Regions from separate parts of the Gasterosteus aculeatus genome. Here region 2 is linked to region 1. Evidence: chromatin contacts called from public Hi-C data. All regions are on one chromosome and are shown on one strand. The core of a region is the stretch at or near the end of the contact, and the rest is flanking DNA. Distances in the headings are between cores, read along the strand shown.

What was found. A called contact is a pair of places that touch in the nucleus more often than the background predicts.
Region 2: a contact with region 1 is called in a Hi-C map of skeletal muscle, with 3 times the contacts expected there. The contact joins the enhancer-like site here to the promoter of sox5 in region 1. A contact is called at or near these places in 2 of 6 Hi-C or Micro-C datasets (both in skeletal muscle).

What each region holds. Positions count from the first base shown.
Region 1 is chr4:26,194,430-26,197,696 of fGasAcu3.hap1.1, forward strand. It overlaps sox5 (SRY-box transcription factor 5), which reads left to right and starts at 1,698. Exons shown (of 13, transcript XM_078100951.1): 1 at 1,698-2,096. The coding sequence starts at 2,020.
Region 2 is chr4:26,267,584-26,270,850 of fGasAcu3.hap1.1, forward strand. No RefSeq gene overlaps it. Among protein-coding and RNA genes, the nearest start is that of etnk1, 38 kb to the right of the region's middle. Within about 2 kb of position 1,753, at least 2 of the 9 cell types and tissues checked have open chromatin away from gene starts, as enhancers often do.

The DNA.
Region 1 (3,267 bases), core at 448-2,947:
ACCATGTATTCATGCTGTATGCGTGTGTGTGACTGTACAGTGGGTTCAGTGACGGGGGCTCGCTGTCTCTCCTCCTTGCCCTGCGTGTGCGTGGGTGCATGTGTGTGTGTGTGTATGTGTGTTCCTGTCACTGTCTGAGTGTGTGTGTTAAAGTATCACAGAAGTGACAGTCTGTCAGCCCTGCTTTTCTCTGCACTCTCCGGAACAATAGCTGGATTGGCCGTATGTGTGACACGTAGACCACACACCCCTAATAGTGACTGGCAGCACTATGGGCTGGAAGCAGCATGCACTCTCTAGGTCACACACACACACACACACAGACACACAGTACTGTACATACACCTGAGGACACAATGGGTGTGGGTGATTGGTGAGGGTTTCAGTGTGTGTGTGTGTGTGTGTTCACCCATGCATGTTAGCTTGTGCATATGTTCTGTTGGAAGTGTTTCAGCTGTCTTCTTGTCACAAAACTGCTCCAATGTCTCAGGATCGAGCATCTTGCCTCTCGCTGCATCAATACAAAGGCACAAAGAAACGATTTGTCAAACATGCATATTCCATCTTATTTTTCTACTATGGCCATGAAAATGAAAAGGAAAAGAGACCCGGATCGGCTGGACGATGCGCATCACACCCGAATACCTCGTCCTTGTTCTGCATTGACACCGAAGGGCATTGAAAAATCATATAAAAAATCATATAAACAGTCTATTCAAACTAATAGCTAGAATAAATGCGTTTGAAGACAGGAGTGGGGTCGTCGTGGCGCAGGGGTTAGAGGGGGTGTGCTGGTGTGCTGGGAAGCACAAGGTTGGTGGTTCGATTACAGGCTGCCCCATGTTCCATGCCGAAGTGTCCCTGAGCAAGACACCTAACCCCTAATTGCTCCCCAGGCATAAATGTGAAAAGCCATGGGTTTAAAGTGTAATGTAAGTCGCTTTGGATAAAAGCGTCTGCTAAATGACATGTAATGTAATGTAATGTAATGAGTGGGTAGGAGGTGAGGAAAAAGTTTCAAACAGAGAGAGAATGGATTCATCTGTGCAAGACAGCATCACTGCCTCATAACAGTCAGTTAGCCGATGCTGCAAAAAAAAACTCCCCGTCTCCGCGACCGTCAGCAAACGGTGACAACGGATCCGTCCGTCATTGGAGATGCGGGACGGCCACTGCGCTGCGTCACGGGGAGAGAAGCTTGTGGCCTCTCCTCACACCGATCCCGTGCCAAGGCTCGTTTTTTACGACCGCTGTTCCGTTTGCTTTACTCAGTCAGCCAGGCCGGTCATGTGAACAGCACGCCACGTGTCCGAGAGAGTGACAGTAAAAGAGGCGGGAAACAACACAACTTAACCAATTCAGCACGGGCGATTGCAGAGCATTGCAAGGACGTGGTGAAAAGTACTACTGTTATGGGCCGCGAGCTTGAGTGTGGCCTCCAGGAGAAGAGTGGTTCAGGAATCACTTGTTGTCCTCTTTTTTTTTTCATCCGCCAACGTCTACAGAAGTAAAGTGGAGTTGTATCTGTGTGCGTGTGTGTGTGTGTGTGTGTGTGTGTGTGTGTGTGTGTGAGGGAGAGATGGACTTGGGGAAGGGGGCAGCACTGCTGTGCTTTTGCACTCGCCAGTGATGAGCCCTGTGGTCAAATGGCCCCTCCCCTTTGCTTACACACACACACAGACACACACTGAGGAAGAGCCTTTTTGCTGCTGGCCCTTTAAGAGCTGAGCCTCGATCGCACAGCTTACAGCGAGGGAGGGAGAAGAGGAGGGACAGAGGCAGAGAGAGAGAGAGAGAGAGGGGGAGAGAGGGAGGGAGGGTGTAAGGCTGAAAGTGTGTGAGTAGAGAGACGGAGAGGAACACAGAGAGAGAGAGAGAGAGAGAGAGAGAGAGAGAGAGAGAGAGAGAGAGACAGAGAGAGAGAATCGGCAGTGTGTGTGAGAGGTTGAAGGATCACTTCTCTCCCGTCTTGTTTTGGGGACACTTACCTTGTTCATCTGAGCGTTGTGGGACTGTTTTATGTTGTTGTTGACAAGAGCGACGGACCTTTACTCCAGCATGCTCACTGAGCCTGAGCTACCTCAGGAGTGTAACAGGTACGTGCCGCGCGCTCTCTCTCACACACACACACACAAACACACACACACACATTCACGTAGAGATGTCCGAGACAGAGGACAGGACGTAGTAGGACACATTTAAGAAGGACAGGAGTAGAAAGTGGAGAGACATCAGTGTGGAGAGAAGACTCGGTATGTTTGTTTGTGTGTGTGTGTGTGTGTGTGTGAAGCATGCAAAGTGTCTCAGCGGGTCCGCTGAGTGCATGTGCGTGCGTGTGTGTGTGTGCGCGCGTGTGTGTGTGTGTGTGTGTGTGTGTGTGTGTGTGTGTGTGTGTGTGACAGGCAGAGACGGAGGTGAAGGAGAGTTGATGATCGACTCCTATTCGCCCTGCAAAACTGGGAGAAGCAGGCAATAAATAAACGCGCGCGCCCGCGTGTGTGTGTGTGTGTGTGTGTGTGTGTGTTTGTATGTTGGTCCCCCCCCCGTCCCACTCCCCCCAGAAGTGACACAATTGTCCCACTTCTCCTCCTCTATCCCACCTGAAGTTGTGTTTATTCAGTTCAATACCTCCATAGACAAACTGCCTAAAACGGTAGCGTGTGTGTTTGTGCGTGTGTGTTTGTGCGTGTGTGTGTGTGTGTGTGTGTGTGTGTGTGTGTGTGTGTGAGGAGAAAATGAGACACTCTTTCAGAGAGAGTTTCTGTCAAAGTCCCGATGTTGGATCCCCGTCTCATCTGCTCGTCTCACCACAACTTCATTTACTTCTGCTTCAACTTATGGGCTATTTATAAGTCTCCGCCTGCGTCCTCGAGCTCTCTTCAACAAGTCACAATTACTTCGAGGTGTTGTTCATTTTTTTTTTTAGACGTGACCAAAGCAACGAAAGCAAACAACTGCTCCATCCCCAATGGGAGACGTACACCCTTGCCCTCCCAGCTCAGCCCCGGCGTTTGAAATTGACTTCTTTCTTCCCTTTAATCCAAATTCAATACACGCAAAATCGCAGTAATCCTATTGTCAATCTGCCTGCTGCTGCTGCTGCTGGTGGTGTTGTTGTTGTTTTTATTTTTATTTTTCTCTTGCCTTATGCTAATGTTAATCTCGCTGTGAGTTTGTGCGGGGGCCCCCGAACCCGTTCCCTCTACCCAACGCTGTCAACGCGAGTGGCTCTTCGCCGCTGGAATAATGGCCGTTTGATGCTAATGC
Region 2 (3,267 bases), core at 503-3,002, 73 kb after region 1:
GTTTTTAAACGATAAGCACAGTTTTTGTCATTAATTACATTTTATTCGTCACTACAATGGTAAAAACATCGACATTGGGCACTTATGTAATAGTCTCATCAAAAACAGGATTGTGATGAAACAAATTAGTTTTATGATCATCATCAGACGTTGATGTGTTGGTGGGCCGGTGACTCAAGAGCCACATAACTTTTTCACAGCAAACTTGATGTTGAAAAAACATGATGTTGTTTGATGAACAGCGGTACCAAAGCGAGATAAAGAAGCCTGTGGGCGCTTTAACGTCATCCCGTGAAATACATCTTTTTTTGAGACAAGAAGAAAAAAAAAAAACTGTTATTTTCCTCTCCCCATCAACACCCTAATGCACACATGCAAATATTATGCTAATGGTATGTTAATTGATGGAGTAGCTGCAAAGCAGCCCTGCTGTTCAAATGACTGGTGAGAAAATAGGTGGGGTCAATCGCAAGCTGTAAAAGCAGCTCCAACACAAATAAACAAAACCCTCGGGGATTAACAGAACAAGGGCCAGTGATAAACGGATGAGAAGAGAGACAGGGAATACAACAGGCTGGAAGCGAGGGGACAAGGGAATCAGCTCAGGGATATGGAAATACGGAAAGCCGAGGGACAGGCGTGAGAGGAATAAGTGGGTGAAGAGCGGGAAGACGGGTTTATGAGGGAGACACAGGGATTAAAGGGGGACGTGGTTAAAAAGGCGACAAGAAATAGGACACACAGGTGAAAGAAATAAGTGAAGAGGGCTTAGCGAGGATATTAAAAAGCTGATTTAAAGGGAGACCAAGAGGGGACTGAGGTGAAGACAGGTTAAGCATATCAGCATGGAGGAAACGGGTGAGGGGAAGAGGCAAAACAATGTGGCTGAAGCAAGTTTTCTAGAGCAAAAGCAACATAAAATTGTCGTCGTCGTCGTCCTCATGGTGACCCGGTGTGAATATGTGATCTGGATCTGGATCCGGGGGCCACCTGTGGTGCAGGAAAATGACACTAACCCATAAAGTACGTGACACTTAATTGCATTGTAAGCACTATTTGTGATAAAAAAAAATTCCGTAACGTAAGAATCTTTAAAAACAGATTAAAAATATTAAACGAAAAGAACAGAAAAAACTGCAACGAATACAAATCGTGAATTAATCAATTAAATGGATACTTCTACACCTTGTGATAGACAAATAGCAACATGTTCACTGAGTCTAAATAAGAGTCATCGTTCACCGCCATGACGCGTGTCGTCGAAGAAAAAATAAGTTCGACATGCAAATCTAATTCTTGGATTATCCCGAGGCTTTCCAGGTGCTGCTTCTGTTTCCTACCATAACAAACCCTACATAGGATAAATTTGTTTGTCGAGCCTGACGCTTATCTCCCCTCTGTCTGTCGGCTCGGACCATTAGCGGTATGGCAAACACCGTGTAATTAACAATGCACTGAGAGATTCATAAAGTCTGTTTTCTACGCTCTCCGTAGCCCACGCTGCGCCATGTAATTGTTTAGAGTATTAAGAGTTGTGAAACATTACACCACGATCGTTTTCTTATGAATCTGTCTGGGGGCTTTACAGCGCCAGGCCCCTCCAGAGCCTCCGGTCCTCTCCTGCGTGTAGCGTAATGTGTACAAGCTCAGCGGGCCCTGGCAGGAACAGCGCTATTTGCAAACTGTCATTGTCCACTCCCTGCCAACAAGCCACAAGATACACCCCCCAGCCTCCCCTCCGCCTCCCCCTCGCTCCTAAAAAACATTCCCCTCCGGAACCCCAATGGCTGCCAGTTTCTCAGACAGCCCACCGCTGACCCCTTCAGGCCAGGAAACTGTCGTCCAGCCAAGGAGCCAAAGGGCCCATGGGGCTTCGATCCCCCACTTCCCTTAACTCAGTCTGTAAAATGGCTGCGTTTGGCTGCACATTCGAGCCGGGGAAAGAAAAAGTCAGAAAAACAGCGAGGGGGGTTGAAGTTTGCCTTTTTAATTCGATCGCCTCGTCACTTCGCTCCCATCCGAAATTAAAAAGCCCACTTACTCCTCCCTTTAGTTTGGACTCTTTTTTTTTTTTATTAATATGACAAAAATTTCCCAAGCATGCAAGCTCTCCAGACGGCACTACAGACGCCACAAGCCATGCAGCAGACAGCCATGTGTCCTGACAGTTGACTTTGAATCAGACTCGAGACTAACTTGATTTTGATGTCGTCGTTTCTTTTCTCTGTGTTTTTATTTATTTTCCGAAGGGGGTCGCGAAAGGTTGCGTGAAAGGCACACTGCCCTCTCGGTTGTCGTCATGTATTTGTCCTCCCCTGCTTTTGTGTCCCCTCTCATCGGAGCCAAGTACAACCAGTTGGCTCCGTCTCGCTGCCCCCCCGGGCCCTGTGTGGAATTGTTAGGAGTTTTTTTTCCGATTGGGACAAATCAGGACAATCCAGCCGCAGTGTGGCAGAGAGAGAGAGAGAATGAAACGCAGGGACGGGTGTGGCAGAGGGATTGTGGGTTTAAAGTTTATACTTCGGACAGCTGTTGTATGGTGAGAGTAAGAGGGATTTCCTGGATGGAGGTGTCCTAATGGCGCGGCGTTAATGTGAATTCAAAAACGACCCATTAGCGCCCTTCACTGACCCGCCTCCTCCTCTCCTTCCGTCCCACCATAATGGCCCTGGCTCTGGCCGCTAGTCTGCATGTAGCGGATATAGCCTGGATTTATTCCGATGTTCCCAGGGATTACACTCTCAGTGAGCTGTGTATTATGAGTAGATTTAGCCCCATAACTCCTGAAGATAAGGGGGGATTGGGGCGATTGTTTAACCGGCATGTGTTAGCCATCATCGCCGGGACATGAGGCCGGCCTTCTGTGTGTGCGTGTGTGTGTGTGTGTGTGTGTGTGTGTGTGTGTGTGTGCGTGTGCGTGTGTGTGTGTGTTTGCGTGTGTGTGAGTACATGAGAGAGAAAGACTCAGGAAAATAAACAGTTCAGAGCATTGGCGTTCATTGAAATTCCGATCCGATCTCAGTCACTATTCTGAGTTGCTTTAAATGAATTCAAATGAATGCTTTATGTAACTAAAATGCTTTCTGGATAATGAAAAGCTTTTGGTTGCATTAATAAAAAAGGGAAATTACAACAACTATTCACAGTCGGTGGAATTTATTTTCAGACCTTCAGAGCAGTTTTTGCCATCGCACTTCATGAAAGAGAAAATGATTACAAAGTGATAATACAATAATACTAAGAAAATCTGGTTTCTCCTTCAGAGGA